Linked DNA regions of Zea mays: region 2 is linked to region 1. The links are chromatin contacts, called in public Hi-C maps. All regions are on one chromosome and are shown on one strand. The core of a region is the stretch at or near the end of the contact, and the rest is flanking DNA. Distances in the headings are between cores, read along the strand shown.

Region 1 (7,447 bases), core at 2,533-5,032:
TGGCTTCAAAGTCGGAAAAGCCGATCCTACTCTCTTTACTAAAACAATTGCAAATGATTTGTTTGTATGCCAAATTTATGTTGATGATATTATATTTGGGTCTACTAACAAATCTACATGTGAAGAGTTTAGTAGGATAATGGTACAAAAATTCGAGATGTCTATGATGGGGGAGTTGAAGTATTTCTTAGGATTTCAAGTCAAGCAACTCCAAGAGGGCACCTTCATCAGCCAAACGAAGTACATTCAAGACATGTGTGCAAGCCCATCAAGACACCCATGGGAACCAATGGGCATCTCAACCTCGACACGGGAGGTAAATCCGTAGATCAAAAGGTATATCGGTCGATGATAGGATCCTTACTCTATTTATGTGCATCTCGACAGGATATTATGCTTTTCGTCTGCATGTGTGTAAGATTCCAAGCCGATCCTAAGGAAGTTCACCTTAGGGCCGGAAAACGAATCTTGAGATATTTAGTTCATACTCCTAAGTTTGGCCTTTGGTACAAGGGATCCACTTTTGATTTAATAGGATATTCAGATGTTGATTGGGCAGGGTGTAAAATTGATAGAAAGAGCACATCAGGGACTTGTCAGTTGTTGGGAAGATCCCTGGTGTCTTGGGCTTCAAAGAAACAAAATTCTGTAGCTCTTTCTACCGCTGAAGCCGAGTACATTGCCGCAGGCCATTGTTGCGCGCAATTGCTTTGGATGAGGCAAACCCTTAGGGACTATGGTTACAAATTAACCAAAGTTCCTCTCCTATGTGATAATGAGAGTGCAATCCGCATGGCGGATAATCCCGTTGAACACAGCCGCACTAAGCACATAGCCATTCGGTATCACTTTTTGAGGGATCACCAACAACAGGGGGATATCGAGATTGCTTATATTAACACCAAAGAACAATTAGTTGATATCTTTACCAAGCCATTAGATGAGAAATCATTTACCAAACTTAGGCATGAGCTAAACATTCTTGATTCTAAGAACTTTGATTGATTCCTTGCACACATAGCTCATTTATATACCATTGATCATATCTCTTTCATGTGCTATGACTAATGTGTTTCTCAAGTGTATTTCATGCTAAGTCATAGATTGAAAGGGAAATGGAGTCTTCGGCGAAGACAAGGCTTCCACTCCACTCCATCGAATTATTCATCCTTCGTCGTAACTCCGCACTTTTCTTCACTTTGGTATAATCCTTCACTCATATATTGTTTGCCAAAGGGGGAGCGAAAGTAAAAGGGCTTATTTCACTCACAAGTATCCATTTTTGGCGATTCATGCCAAAAGGGGAGAAAGTATTAGCCCAAAGCAAAAGGACCGCACCACCACCAATTTCAAAAATGTAGTCTTTCAATTTAAAAAAAAGTTTTTCAATTGATATCTTATTTTTTATATAATTTCAAAATTGATATGACCCCCTTTCAAAATTAATATCTAAAACCCTCTTGAACACTAAGAGGAGAATTTCATTGAGGGGGAGTTTTGTTGAGTCAAAGGAAAAACATTTGAAACAGGGAGAGAAAATTTCAAATCTTGAAAATGCTTCTTGAAATCCTATTCATTTACCTTTGACCATTTGCAAAAAGACTTTGAAAAGAATTTCCAAAAGAATTTGCAAAAACAAAACAAGTGGTGCAAGCGTGGTCCAAAATGTTAAAATAGAAGAAAGCATCCATGCATATCTTATGAAATGTATATTGGTTTAAATCCAAGCAACCTTTGCACTTACCTTATGCAAACTATTCCAATTCTGCACTTACATATTTGCTTTGGTTTGTGTTGGCATCAATCACCAAAAAGGGGGAGATTGAAAGGGAAATAGGCTCACACCTTTTCGTAAATGATTTTGGTGGTTGAATTGACTAACACAAATTATTGGACTAACTAGTTTGCTCTAGACTATAAGTTCTACAGGTGCCAAAGGTTCAACACAAACCAATAAAAAGTCCAAGAAAGGGTTCAAATAAAAAAAGCAAAAGACAACCGAAGGCTGCCCTAGTCTGGCACACCGGACACTGTCCGGTGCACCAGGGAGATCAACTCCAAACTTGCCACCTTCGGGTTTTCTGGGAGCCACTCCGCTATAATTCACCGGACTGTCCGGTGTGACAGCGGAGCAACGGCTAACTGCGCAAACGGTCGTCTGCAAAAGTCTACAGTGAACAATAAACAGGGCAACTGCGTGCGCAGAAGTCAGAGCAGGCGCCAGAAGGCGCACTGGACAGTGAACAGGATCTGTCTAGTGCACCACCGGACTGTCCGGTGGCCCAGTTGTCAGAAGCTCCAACAGTCGAACCCCAACGGTTGGGTGATGTGGCTGGCACACCGGATAGTGTCCGGTGCGCCCTTCGACAGCAGCCTTCCTCAACTGTCACTTTGGTGGTTGGGGCTATAAATACCCCCCAACCACCAACACTTCAAGGCATCCAAGTATTCAACCAACACATTTAATACAAGAGCTAGTGAATTCAATACAAGACACAAATAGAGTCAATCAAAATCTCTCTAAGTCCAAATTCCACTCAAAAGCATTAGTAACTAGAAGAGAGAGTTTTGTCGTGTTCTTTGAGCTCTTGCGCTTGGATTGCTTTTCTTCTTCCTCCATTCTTGCTCTCAACTCACTTGTAATCAAAGTAATAGACACCAAGTTGTGGTGGTCCTTGTAGTGGACTAAGTGTCCTGTTTGATTGAAGAGAAAAGCTCACTCGGTCTAAGTGACCGTTTGAGAGAGGGAAAGGGTTGAAAGAGACCCGGTCTTTGTGACCAACTCAACGGGGAGTAGGTTTGTAAGAACCGAACCTCGGTAAAACAAATCATCGTGTCATCCGCTCTTATTCGCTTGTGATTTGTTTTCGCCCTCTCTTTCGGACTCGCTTTTATTTCTAACGCTAACCTCGGCTTATAGTTGTACTTAAACTTTATAAATTTCAGATTTGCCTATTCACCCCCCCCCCCTCTGGCGACTTTCAGTTTGATAGTCCCTAAGTAGGTCAATCCACATCTTGAGAACATGCGATAATCTCAGGTCTAAGGACACAGTATACATGTTACAAAAAGAGAACTATATTACAATATCTCACATTGGGTCGGTCCAGCCTCATGTCATACATGCGCCCACATTATTAGTTCGACATCTCCATGTCCATGACTTGTGAAATGTAGTCATCAACTAATATATGTGCTAGTCATCGACTCTGACCAGGGACATCATTTAGAATAACCATACAAGTAAAGAATCTCACAAACAATTCACATAATTGCTAATCAATACAGGGTGTCTTTCATGGATATTCAGTTAAGCAATATATATCTCATGGATACAAAAAAATATGCTCATCTCTATGATTATCTTTAGGGCATATTTCTAACAACAAGTTCTATATATAGAGACATGAGACCCCTCAGGGCAAAATCGGTATTAGCTCATATAACCCTAACTAGGGTTACTTAACAGTGGTAACTGCATGGACGACGATGACGACGCCGAGGCAAGGGGCGCGTGGGGCGTGTACAATGTGTCAGCTCCGGTAGCACCAGGTTAGTAGTAGGGATTTAATACTTTCCTAGCCCAGTTTGGTTTTTTTTTGTCTCCTTGTTGGACAAGATTCGGCCGGCCTTCGGTTCTCTGCCTGCCTCGGCTCGCAAGAGCCCAGCCGGGCTCATAAATTGAAGCAGTCCGAGGTTTCTTTTTTTCTGTAGGTGTGGATGGGCCAGCGTCTACGTAGGAAGCCTGCTACTGCTATACCGTCGAGACGGATCGCGTCGTGGGCTGGGCTCAGTGAGTGAGACTGCACGCTGAGTGACAGCACATACATTGAAGCTGTGCTTGCTGCTTGTTTATTGATCCGCAGTGCCAGTGAGCTGCGAGGTCTGAGATCCAGATGCAAGTTGCTTGCATTGCATTGCAATGTCGATGACCCATCCATCCACTCCAGCTGTCCAGTCCAGAGGCGCGGCCCAGCCGACAATTGCAACCAGAGCTCGGCCTTCTGCCAGACCAGTGCCACTCATGGCGCCTCCCTGCAGAGAGCTGCGTTGTCATGCATGGAATGGCGTGCGTCGATCGGTGCGAGGTGGAAGACGCACGCACGACAACCCGCACGAGGGGCTGGGGGGGACACAGGGAATCTCTTCACCTCTCTGGAGACTGGAGTACTCTACTAGCTATAGTTTATGCATTGGTAAGCAACCTCAACACCAACAGCTAGCAACGGTACGTGGAGCTGAGTCTCAGTTGATGCCTATATTTTATGTATTGGGCCTAAAACACGGTCAGCTACATCTCCACCACTACTAGCCGGTATGGCATGGTGTGCGGGCGCGCGCTGGCTTTGCTTACCTGTATAGATGTTGTCGTGTTGTGATAATACCATAATCCTCTGCATGACGCAGGACGTTTTTATTTATAGGAATTAGGCCTGCAAACGGGATAGGTGTAAGTAGGTATTTTAGGTGGGTTTAAGAAATAGTTTTGTTTTGGTGGGTTATGATAGGTTTTAATTGTTAATGAGTTAGGTGCGTTTATTTTGTATTGTGGGTTGAAATGGTTGATAACCATGGGTGTAGATGGATTTGTATAGGTGTGGATTTCTATGGGTCTTCACCTATCCGTAGACCGTATGACTGTATTCGAGTCTACTCCCAATTTAGTCTCAAGTCCCAACATACCCAACTCAACCCTAACTCTCCAAGTCTTCACCCGTGCACCGACGGTCGCATCCAGCTTAGACACTTTCACACTTAGATGCCGACGCCCCTGTCCCCTGGCGCACGCTCTTGCATACGAAGCGAACACACTGTCGCCCCAGGCCCGTTCACACATAGTTCTTTTCTTTTCACTTCTAGGGAGATTTATGCGTCGTTCGGTGGGCTTCTGATGCTACCTAGATGTGCCCTTCCATTGTTGCTAGCTTCGAGCTTGATCAGAGACTCTTTTCACAGCTGCTAGTTTATCTTTCTTGCCAAAAAGATAATTGTTCCTTAAGGATCTTTAACATATGTTTTTTGTTATTCTCTCGAGACATAAATGTTTATCGACTAAACTTGTTTTTGTATCAGTGTATAATATTATTGTCACTGTTTTTTATATCGTGGACTATGTTTTTGTATATCATTGAAACTACCTATAAAATTGTCACTGTATATCAGTGTATGTATATGCAGTTGGCTTGATGTGACACAATAAGCTGAAACTACGGGGTTTCCACCTAATTACGGGTTGGTTTGGGGTTAATAATATTATTGGATGGTTGGGTTTAATTTACTTCTTATATTTTTGGATGGGTGTGGGATGAATATCAAAGTTATTATTTGGTTATGAGTGGGCGTAGGTTGGATTTTTATCCATTAGCAGGTCTAATAGGAACTAAAGATATAATATATCTTTACTTAAAAACTTAGCATGTTCGCTTTACTTTAATTTGTACTGTTTTTCTCTTAGCGAACAGGGGCTGCCGGGCTGGCCTTGAAGCTCAACAGGTCGCGACGACATGCCGTTGCGTCCGTACATGTCGTCGTCCCGGCTGGACCAAGCGGCGGAGATCCGATCGAGCAGAGGGGGCCGTGTCGCTAGCTCCAACAACAAGCGAGACCAGCGTATGCATGCAGCAGGAGGAGCAGGGAGCACGGAACACGAGGGAAGCATCTCATCTGGCTGCATATGCCAGGCCTCCCCTCTCTCGCATCGCATCGCATCGCATGCAGGCAGGCCCCTGTGACCCTGTCGCCCGTTATGCCCATTGATATGCATGCCTCCCGGATCCTGTCTCCCTCTCTGTCGTCGTCCTCCAGCTCCAGCACGCCATCGTCGACCCATGCATGATGCATCATTGTCAAACTAATGATCAGAGACGATACTCGTACTACATGTCAAACCACGCACCCACTAGACGAAGAAGACAAGCATGCATATGCCGTTGGCCCGGTGCATGGAGACTCGATCGAGAGACACATGTGCCTCTCTAGCAGATCAGGACGCGTATAGTAGTTAGCAGCCAGGACCAGGAGGCAGCTGGCAGCTAGCCAGGCGGCCGCCCGGCCAACCCTGAGTGCCTCGACCTCTGCGCGCGGCCGCGGCCGGCCATGCATCGCGGATCATGTCGCCATGCATAGCGCGTAACGGGCGAACAAAACACACCTCGTGTCCTGCTGCGTGCGCGCCCTGCCAGTGCCATCGATCGACCCCACGAGAACACCAACAGTCGACCAAGTTGTTTCTAGGGGCGTGCTGGATATATATATACGCACTAATAATTAATTTTGTACATTGTGTAATTTGATTACTGAATCGTTAAATGGTTTGATCATATATATATATATATATATATATATATATATATATATATATATATATATATATATATATATATATATATATATATATATATATATATATATATATATATATATATATATATATATATATATATATATATATATATATACTAGGAGAGTGCCCGTGCATTGCAACGGGGACGTATAAAACCACGATAAACTATGTGGCAAATCGAGAAGTTTTACCTATACCAGTGTTCTCGATTTGTATATCAGCTATGCTTCCTGTGGAGCAAGGAAGCGAACGCAAGCCATCCTTTTGTATTAGTGCATTCTGTTCAGTTCTTACTTGATCATCCCGTGTTCTCGCGTGTGCCATGGCCGAGTGGCAAGCTCAACACTGGTATTGTTGTCTTGTCTCAAATGAAGTCCGGTTCCACAAGTTAACCGGAAATCTTCATGGGTGATAGTTGTGTCAGATTCTTCCACGCATAGGGCAAGTAATGCAAGTGATAGCTGTGTCAGTTTACCCCCATTTTCTTGGACATCACTTGTCTCAAATAAAGTCTATTGGAGGTTCGCAATTTATGTTCTGTGGCATCGCATGGGCACCTACCTAGTTACAACTGAGGTGTTGTTTGGTTCGCGTATTTTCATCCGTCAACGATTCACAGCGGGCCCCAATCACCTTGCTTCTCGTTTGGTTCGGTTCGAACGGCATCAATTCACGCGCTATCAGATACAGACCTTCAGAATGATGATACCGCTCTCATCCTGGCGTCTTCCCATCGCATATGCACCCGCTTACTGTCCCATCTCTACCAGAAGCAACCACACGCAATTACCAAACAAAACCTGGTACCCGTTGAACCGGAACAGCTAGCGGGGTTTTGCATTTACATTAACATTACCGCTCCTCACAAGGAACCAAACAGCACCTGAATGCAAGATGCCAGCCACATAACCCGCCTACTAACGCGTCCATCCCCACGTCTGGGTTGTGCGGCCGGCCCACTACTGAAACTAAACATGCTCACTACTTCCTACATGCACAGCACGAGTGATCAGCCACGACCAAGCTGATTACCGGTGCTGCCTGAATGACGGAAATACCAAAACAAAAACAGATGATGACCCACAAGTGCAGGGTTTACAGCAA
Region 2 (7,447 bases), core at 1,335-3,834, 97 kb after region 1:
GATTTTTACGCCGTAATTTTAGGCTCCGTTTGCTGTTACAAAACAGATATAGGAATTACGCTAAATTTCGTACTCATTTACGCTGTTTTAGCTCACGTTTTACGCTGGAATCCGCCCGAGCCAGAACCCGCGCACGATCAGCTGCATGCGATTTTTACGCCGTAATTTTAGGCCCCGTTTGCTGTTACAAAACAGATATAAGATTTACGCTAAATTTCGTACTCATTTACGCTGTTTTAGATCACGTTTTACGCTGCAATCCGCTCGAGCCAGAACCAGATCGAGCGCGCGTAGATATACCTGACTGGGGCTTCCCATACTAATGGAAGCCCAGGGCTCCAATTACCATCACCCTATATATATATATATATATAAAACACATACATTAAAGGAGTGGGGGAGAGGAGGGGTGAACTGGATTGTGCACAAAAGCAGGGCACCGCCTGCACCTGGATCACTAGTAGAAAAGAGCTCAAAGCCTACGGCACCTATATATTTTTACAGACGGATCCGGTTATCCACCGACTGTGCTATTTCTAGTGGCGGTTCCTTAAGAAAACCGCCACTAGAAATCGTATTTCTACTGGCGGTTCCTTAAGAAAACCGCCAGTAGAAATCCATGATTTGTAGTGGCGGTTTTCTTAAGGAACCGCCAGTAGAAATACGATTTCTAGTGGCGGTTTTCTTAAGGAACCGCCACTACAAATCATTTTTATCCTTAATTTTTCGAGTTTTTCAAACGACCTCGTATGACAAAACCACCAAAATAAAAGTTGTAGATCTCTAAAAGTTATGAAACTTTGTAGTTGACAACTTTTTCATTTGAACTCATTTCGGTTCTCAAAAATTGAATCTAAGTATGTCAAATTTAAAATTCAAATTTTGCAAACTACCTCGGATGAAAAAAGTGTCAAAATAAAAGTTGTAGAACTTCAAAAGTTATTTATCTTTGTAGTTGACAAATTTTTTATTTGAATTCGTTTAGGGTCTCAAATAAGCAATTTATACTCAAATGGTTGTAATATGTGGAGAAAACAACTACAAACTAGACACAAGGCATGTCATAGACGGAGTGGTAGTGGAGGGTTCGCGCGAGAGTGAGGTCTACGGTAATTCGATTACTAACAACCGCGTAGCGCGCGAATTTTGCGCGAAAAATGCCGCGACTTGCGGGTGGGGTGGTCCTAATACAAATAAATTTTTTTACTATTTTTAAAATTTGTTTTATGTTTCCTGGAAACGATTTGCACTGGCGGTTTTATTACGTCGACCGTCAGTGAAAATCGATTTTCACTGGCGGTCTTCAGTTACCCGCCTGTAAAAATGATGATTTTTACTGGCCCCTAGCACTGGCGGTTACGATAAACGCCACTAAAAATAGGTTTATGACCGCCAGTATAGAACTTCTCTGTACTAGTGGATTTCATTGATTTTTTTTGCCGGTGTACGGCGATAAAAAAATGGGAGGTGTTATGAAAGAACATCCGGGAGGTGAGGAGAAGGATCGCATTCCGGCCAGCCCTAAGCGCAGTGCACTCTTGCTCTGGAAAAAAAAAGTATGTCATATCTGCAGACGGACATGTTTGGTTCAACTTTTTTATAACCAGCTTTTCTGAGAATCTGATCATGGAAAGAATTTGGTTGTAGAAAAAATCTAAGTATTGTGTAGATTACGTGTGAAGGAAAATGAAGTGATCCAAAGGGATTAGGATATAGAAAGTAACAGATTTCTACTATCGTGACAATTCGACCGATTTTATGTTCATTTTGATTTTAGACGGTTTTTAACAAAGCGATTCTTATAAAAGCTAGCTGAAAAACTAGGGTGTTTGGCGATATGCAGCAGCTAAGCTGGAGGTAGGTGTGCTAATTGTTTTTTTTATTTTTTTGGAATTGTTTTTTGGTGATCGATTAATCCATCACGACGACGACTGTCGCATCTAAGAGAGGCAATATACCAGGAAGCTTGCTTGGCACAACGCGTCCAATCCTTCTCTCCCAGCTGCTCAAATCAATGTGAGCTTAGCCTTGCGCACTGTTCGTCTCTGTACTGTTTACTTAAACCTCCATCGATCAGTTTACACGGCCTTGCGCAGAAATCTGTTTTCTCTCGAGAAGAGATTCTTATTCAGAGCTTCAGACGATCACCTGCCCATAAATAAAAATGTATAAAGAGAAGGGGAAAAAAACGCAAGCCACTTGCCTTGTATCTAACACTGACACCCGATCGTTGGTTGATCTCAAGACACAAGAGGCTTTGCAATATTTAACGGCAGCTGGTTTTATTCAGACGATCCGAAAGTGAAATCAGGAGGAAAATATACGAACCGAAAACCGAGAACGATCCTGATCACGCGTATAGTCTGCCACTTGCGCGTGACGGAGCCAGCAGATCGAGTTCCGTCGTTTTCAACTGCACTGGACACATGGCCCGCCCAGCCCCGCCCGCTAGACCTAGACATGCCAGCCCACGCACACCTCCTCTCCACGCTCGGCCGACACGAACTAACAGTACCACACCACCGTGCGCCTGCCAGCTCCGCCTCTTTATAAGCCAGGAACGCGCGCGCGCACACACAGGGACAGAGAAAGAGAGACGAACGCGCACGAGCTAGCTAGCTAGCTCGCTCGATCGGCAGAGTCATGGCGCCCAGCTTCGCCCGCTCCATCTCCTTCCCACTCAGCCCGTCCAGGTCATCAACGTCGTCGTCGGGCACCAAGCCCCGCGCGGGGGCGGCGGCGGCGGGCTCCACCGCCGCGGCGTACCACGCGCGCTCCGTCAGCCTGCCGTGCCGCTCGCACCCGATCCTCGCGCACCTCCACGCGCACATCGGCGCCGTGCGCGCCTGGGCACAAGACCCGCCGGCCACCTCCGCCCCCGGCGCCGCCGCGGGCCTGGCGCGCGTGGACGCGCTCCACGGCGCGCTCGCCGACCTGCTCGGCCTCCCCGAGGCGCGGGCCGCGCTGTCGCTCTCCGCCACCGGCGACCGCCTCCTGGACGCCTTCCTCCGCCTGGCCGACGCGCACGGCAGCTTCCAGGAGGCCGTGGTGGAGCTGAAGCGGGACGTGGCCGAGGCGCTGGCCGCCGCGCGCCGCCGCGACGGCGCGCGCCTCGCGTCCGCGCTCAGGTCGCAGCGGAAGGCCGCCAAGGACCTCGCCCGGCTCGCCGCCTGCGCGGCATCCGGCGGCGGCAGGCCCTCGCGCCTCGGCCTCAGCCTCGGCCTCGGCGGCGCGGCGGAGGTCGAGGTGGCCGGGCTGCTGGCCGAGGCCGCCGCTGCCACGGCCGCCGCGTCGGCCGCGCTGTTCGGCGCCGTCGCCGCCATGTCCGCGTCGGCCTCCGCGTGCTCCTGCAAGAGGACTGCGGCGCTCGTGTGCCTCACCAAGAAGGTGCCGGAGGAGGAGAAGGAGACGGCGGCGCTCGTGGAGAGGCTGGAGGAGCTGGAGGAGTGCATCGACGGCCTGGAGGCCGGCAGCGACAAAGTGTTCAGGAGCCTCGTGCAGACCAGGGTTGCGCTGCTCAACATACACACCCACATCGTCTAGCTCCAGAGTCCAGACTCCAATCTACTAATTAGTAGTTAAGCATATGCATGCTGTTTACTTGTTGATTAGCAGTCGTCGAAAAATGAAGATGCATGAGTGTAACTGTAATTCTGTAAATACGTGAGCTTTTTTGTACAGTTACGCTTGTGTATGTTTACTGCTGAATCATTATACGTGCTTTGCTTATGTTGTTGGGTTGATCTCATTCCAGCGATCGAGTCGGTCTGAATCGAACACCTTGTGTGCCTGGTTTGGGGCACAATAATGGCCTTTTAGTTATGATTTTGTTTCACACCGTGTATATCTCTGCTACTCCGTATTTGCACCAATGCCTCCGCCCCGACATTCTCGACGCCCGCTACCGCGATCCGCCTTTCACACTAACGCGCGCCGCCATTCACTCCTCAGCGACCCGCCATTCTCGCTCACACGCCCTCGCCCCAGCCCTTCCATGGAAGCCACACCTCTGCGCCGCCATTCACGCCTCCGCGCTGGTCGAATCCCAATATTTCATGGTCGTCAGACTGTGTTCAACGGTGTGCCCTTGGCTCCCCCTCCCCTACCACTGTAGCCGATTTAGGGGCTACAGTGCGCCCCTAAACCCTTCACCCGCTTCCTCCTCCTCCTCCTCTCCCCTCCCGATTCCTTCTCTCTCCCGCTAAATGGATGAGCACGCTATGTCGGATTTCTCCCTCGCAGTCGGTTCCTTCGGCCACACGATCGCGCGCTAGGAAAACTCCGCGGAGGGCGAAGGAGGCGAAGCAAGGGCGACGTATCCGCCGCCGGAGAAGGTAGCCGTCGATCCGCTTCATTCGAGCTTCAAGGTCCACCCGCGATGAGCAAAGCAGGCGACGGCCCCTGCTCGGCCCCGGTCCCGACGGCCACGGTCGCGGCGGCCGCGGTGCAGAAGCAGAAGTCGCTACTGCAGAAGGCAGACGCCGACGTCTCCAGCCTCGTCGACAATTTCTCCTCCCTCATCAACATCGCCCGAGTATGTCCGTGCGCCTCCGTTCACCCTCGAATCTGGCAGCCTGAAGCACTCCGCACTAACCCTAGCTCGGAATGCCATGGTTAGGTCAACGATCCGCCAGTGTGCAACTCGCAGGAGGCCTTCCAGATGGAGATGCGCGCCACCCGCATGGTATGGACCTACTCGCTGCCCACCGATCGTTAGCGGATTTGGTTCTGAAACTGTGTTTGAATCAGACATCCCTATTTAGTTATTTCCTAGATACATTAGCAAAATTTTGGAGCGAGGATATTTGACACCCAAAAAAAACATGTACCGTGGTTTCGAAGCCGTTTTGGTATAGAACATCGTGACTGTTATGCCTTTGCAGTGCCCAAAATTGGGGTTATAGGAGAGATAAGTAATTGCATGGTCTAATTCTTATAAACGCAACAGATTATTGCTTTCTCGTTTGTCTGGAAATGATAATTTTGCTTTACTTTTGTGATTCTGCTAGGGCATGAGAATCTAGAAGGCTGCACAGTTGTTCCAAGTGTACTATACTATAAAAGCAATGCATGAGCTTCTTCCAGGTCTTAAGTTCTGACAAGCTCAACTTGGCTCCAATCTAGTTAATTTACAGGACAAGGAGGAGTTGAATTCAGCCAATTGTTCTTTTTGTCACTGTCATCAGTTTATATCATGTACAACATATAAGTTGTTGGGTGATATACTCTTATTATAGCTTGACTGCTTGAGATAGGCAGTCTATAGAATCATAAAGGATATGCTTCCTCGTATCGGTGAAATATTAGTCCTTCTAGGTCTGTCCTAAGTCAAACTCTTTTACCTTTGACCTTCAGTATGTGAAGTTTTGTATAGATTGAGAACGCAAGTTTCACATGGCTAGACGCATTATAAAAACTGAAAAGTAACTTTATGATATGTATAACTCTCTTATATTTAAGCTTATAGAGTAATATATCGGTATAAATATTGCTGCTCAAAGTTAAAAAAAGTCTGATCAGTGGAAGTAATATACTAAGATGCATGTCTGTCTGTAATATTAAATTGGATACTCTATGGTGATGTGAAAGTGGAAGTGCAAAATGTGATACTGTTATAGGTGTGACCTGGCATGGGGATTAATTGTGAAGTTTTAATACTAATTACGAAGTTTGCTAATTAATTGTGGACCAAGTTACGGCCGCGTACTGTACATAGAACAAATAAAAATAAAACTAATATTGGATGGTAGTTGAGTTAGTTGATGATGAAAGTATATAATATTGGTGTAGTGGGGTTTAGAGGTTTGATATAGGGGGAACCGTTGTAGAGCGTGGAGATATAGGGGGAGAAAGAACGCTGACGTGGCACGTGAGTGGAATATAGGGGGAGAAATTTAGGGGGAACCGCTGAAGTCAGTCTCAAGACCTTTCATCGATAGTGTGCTCGACCGCGCCCACGCCATCCTCGCCCACTCCCCGCCATTCCCTTCCATCGGTGTCCGATAGCCTTCACGATGGATTCCCTTGCCTGCCCCCATAAGGACCACGCCCGCACCCGCCTGCCCATGCGAGGTTCCGCCCCTCGCCTCGCAACCCCGCACCCGCCGCCTCGCTATGGCAATCACTATCGGAATCCGGGCCTTTGTCGAGTGTCAGCATCTTTGCCGAGTGCTTTTTCTTGCGCACTCGACAAAGCAGCCTTTGCCGAGAGCCGCACTCGGCAAAGTCCTGCTCTCGGTAACGAGCTGATTTACCGAGTGCAGGACACTCGGCATAAAAAACTCTCAGCAAAGACACGTTTACCGAGTGACAAACACTCGAAAAAGGCGGCTCTCGGCAAAGGGCCGTCAGCGGCTGTTCTAAAGCTGACGGCCGTCAGCCTTTGCCGAGGGCTGAGGTCGGCACTCGGCAAAGACCTCTTTACCGAATGTATTCTTTGGACACTCGGCAAAGTATATTTTTATTTTTTTAATTTTGGCAACCAAACTTTTTGTGGTATGTTCCTACACTATGTAGACCTACATATATCATTTTGGGACAATTATAACAGAGTTTTCAATAGGTAGTAGATTTAATTCGTTTATTTGAATTTCTTCGGAAAATTCAGATTGAAATGCAGGTCACTCGAAACTTGAAAAATCGTGCATGCAAAAATGATATTCATGCTACTTAGCACAAGTTACGACCGATTTCAGGAGCGGACCGAAAACTTCGAGCAACATGCTCACTAAACATGGTCGTGAACTTGCCATTCACGTGCTTAAAAATTGTATAAAACACAAACAAATTTAGAAAATCATGAAACTTGTCCACGTGTCATGATATCATATATAGAGGCTGTGATAAAAATTTGAGAAAGTTTCGAGAAAGCTGTGACACACTATGTGTAGAAACCTAAAAGATCAAGAGGCTCGTAATATACGTGTTGCGTTGGCCACAGATGTGTTGAATCCCTATGGAATGAGCGCTGCCCCATACACATGTGTGGCCCGTGTTTGTTATCCCAATCAATCTTTCCCCTGGTGTGTGCTTTCAAAGGCAGAATATATTCGTGTCGTTGATAATTCCCGGACACTCGGGGAATAAAATGGGCGTGTACATGGAGCCTTTGATCGATGAATTGGTACGTGCCTGGGAGGAAGGGGTATGGACGTATGACCGAGGTACGAAGACAAACTTCAGAATGCATGTTTGGTACCAGTACTGTCGGGGACCATAATTAGGGGTACCCTCAAGACGCCTAATTCTCAGCTGGTAACCCCCATCAGCATAAAGCTGCAGAGGCCTGATGGGTGCGATTAAGTCAGGGATCAGTCCATACGAGCGACTCGATCACGCCTCGCCCAAGCCTAGCCTCGGACAAGGGCAGCCGACCCCGAGGGATTTCCGTCTCGCCCGAGGCCCCCCTTTAACGGCGGACACATCTCCGGCTCGCCCGAGGCCTTGC

The links. A called contact is a pair of places that touch in the nucleus more often than the background predicts.
Region 2: a contact with region 1 is called in a Hi-C map of ear, with 4 times the contacts expected there. The contact joins the promoter of LOC100274804 here to the enhancer-like site in region 1. A contact is called at or near these places in 4 of 25 Hi-C or Micro-C datasets (ear, leaf, root tip and 1 more) and 1 of 3 datasets of contacts at active chromatin or transcription factors (leaf).

What each region holds. Positions count from the first base shown.
Region 1 is chr5:64,696,304-64,703,750 of Zm-B73-REFERENCE-NAM-5.0, forward strand. No RefSeq gene overlaps it. Among protein-coding and RNA genes, the nearest start is that of LOC103628242, 63 kb to the left of the region's middle. Within about 2 kb of position 3,783, at least 17 of the 20 cell types and tissues checked have an H3K27ac peak or open chromatin away from gene starts, as enhancers often do. A contact at or near this core is called in ear, leaf, root tip and 1 more, where this site is marked.
Region 2 is chr5:64,794,729-64,802,175 of Zm-B73-REFERENCE-NAM-5.0, forward strand. It overlaps LOC100274804, which reads left to right and starts at 2,585. Exons shown (of 1, transcript NM_001374278.1): 1 at 2,585-3,680. The coding sequence starts at 2,644. The coding sequence ends at 3,543. It overlaps LOC111589270 (mediator of RNA polymerase II transcription subunit 22a-like), which reads left to right and starts at 3,954. Exons shown (of 3, transcript XM_023300063.2): 1 at 3,954-4,534; 2 at 4,619-4,684; 3 at 5,010-5,423. The coding sequence starts at 4,379. The coding sequence ends at 5,024.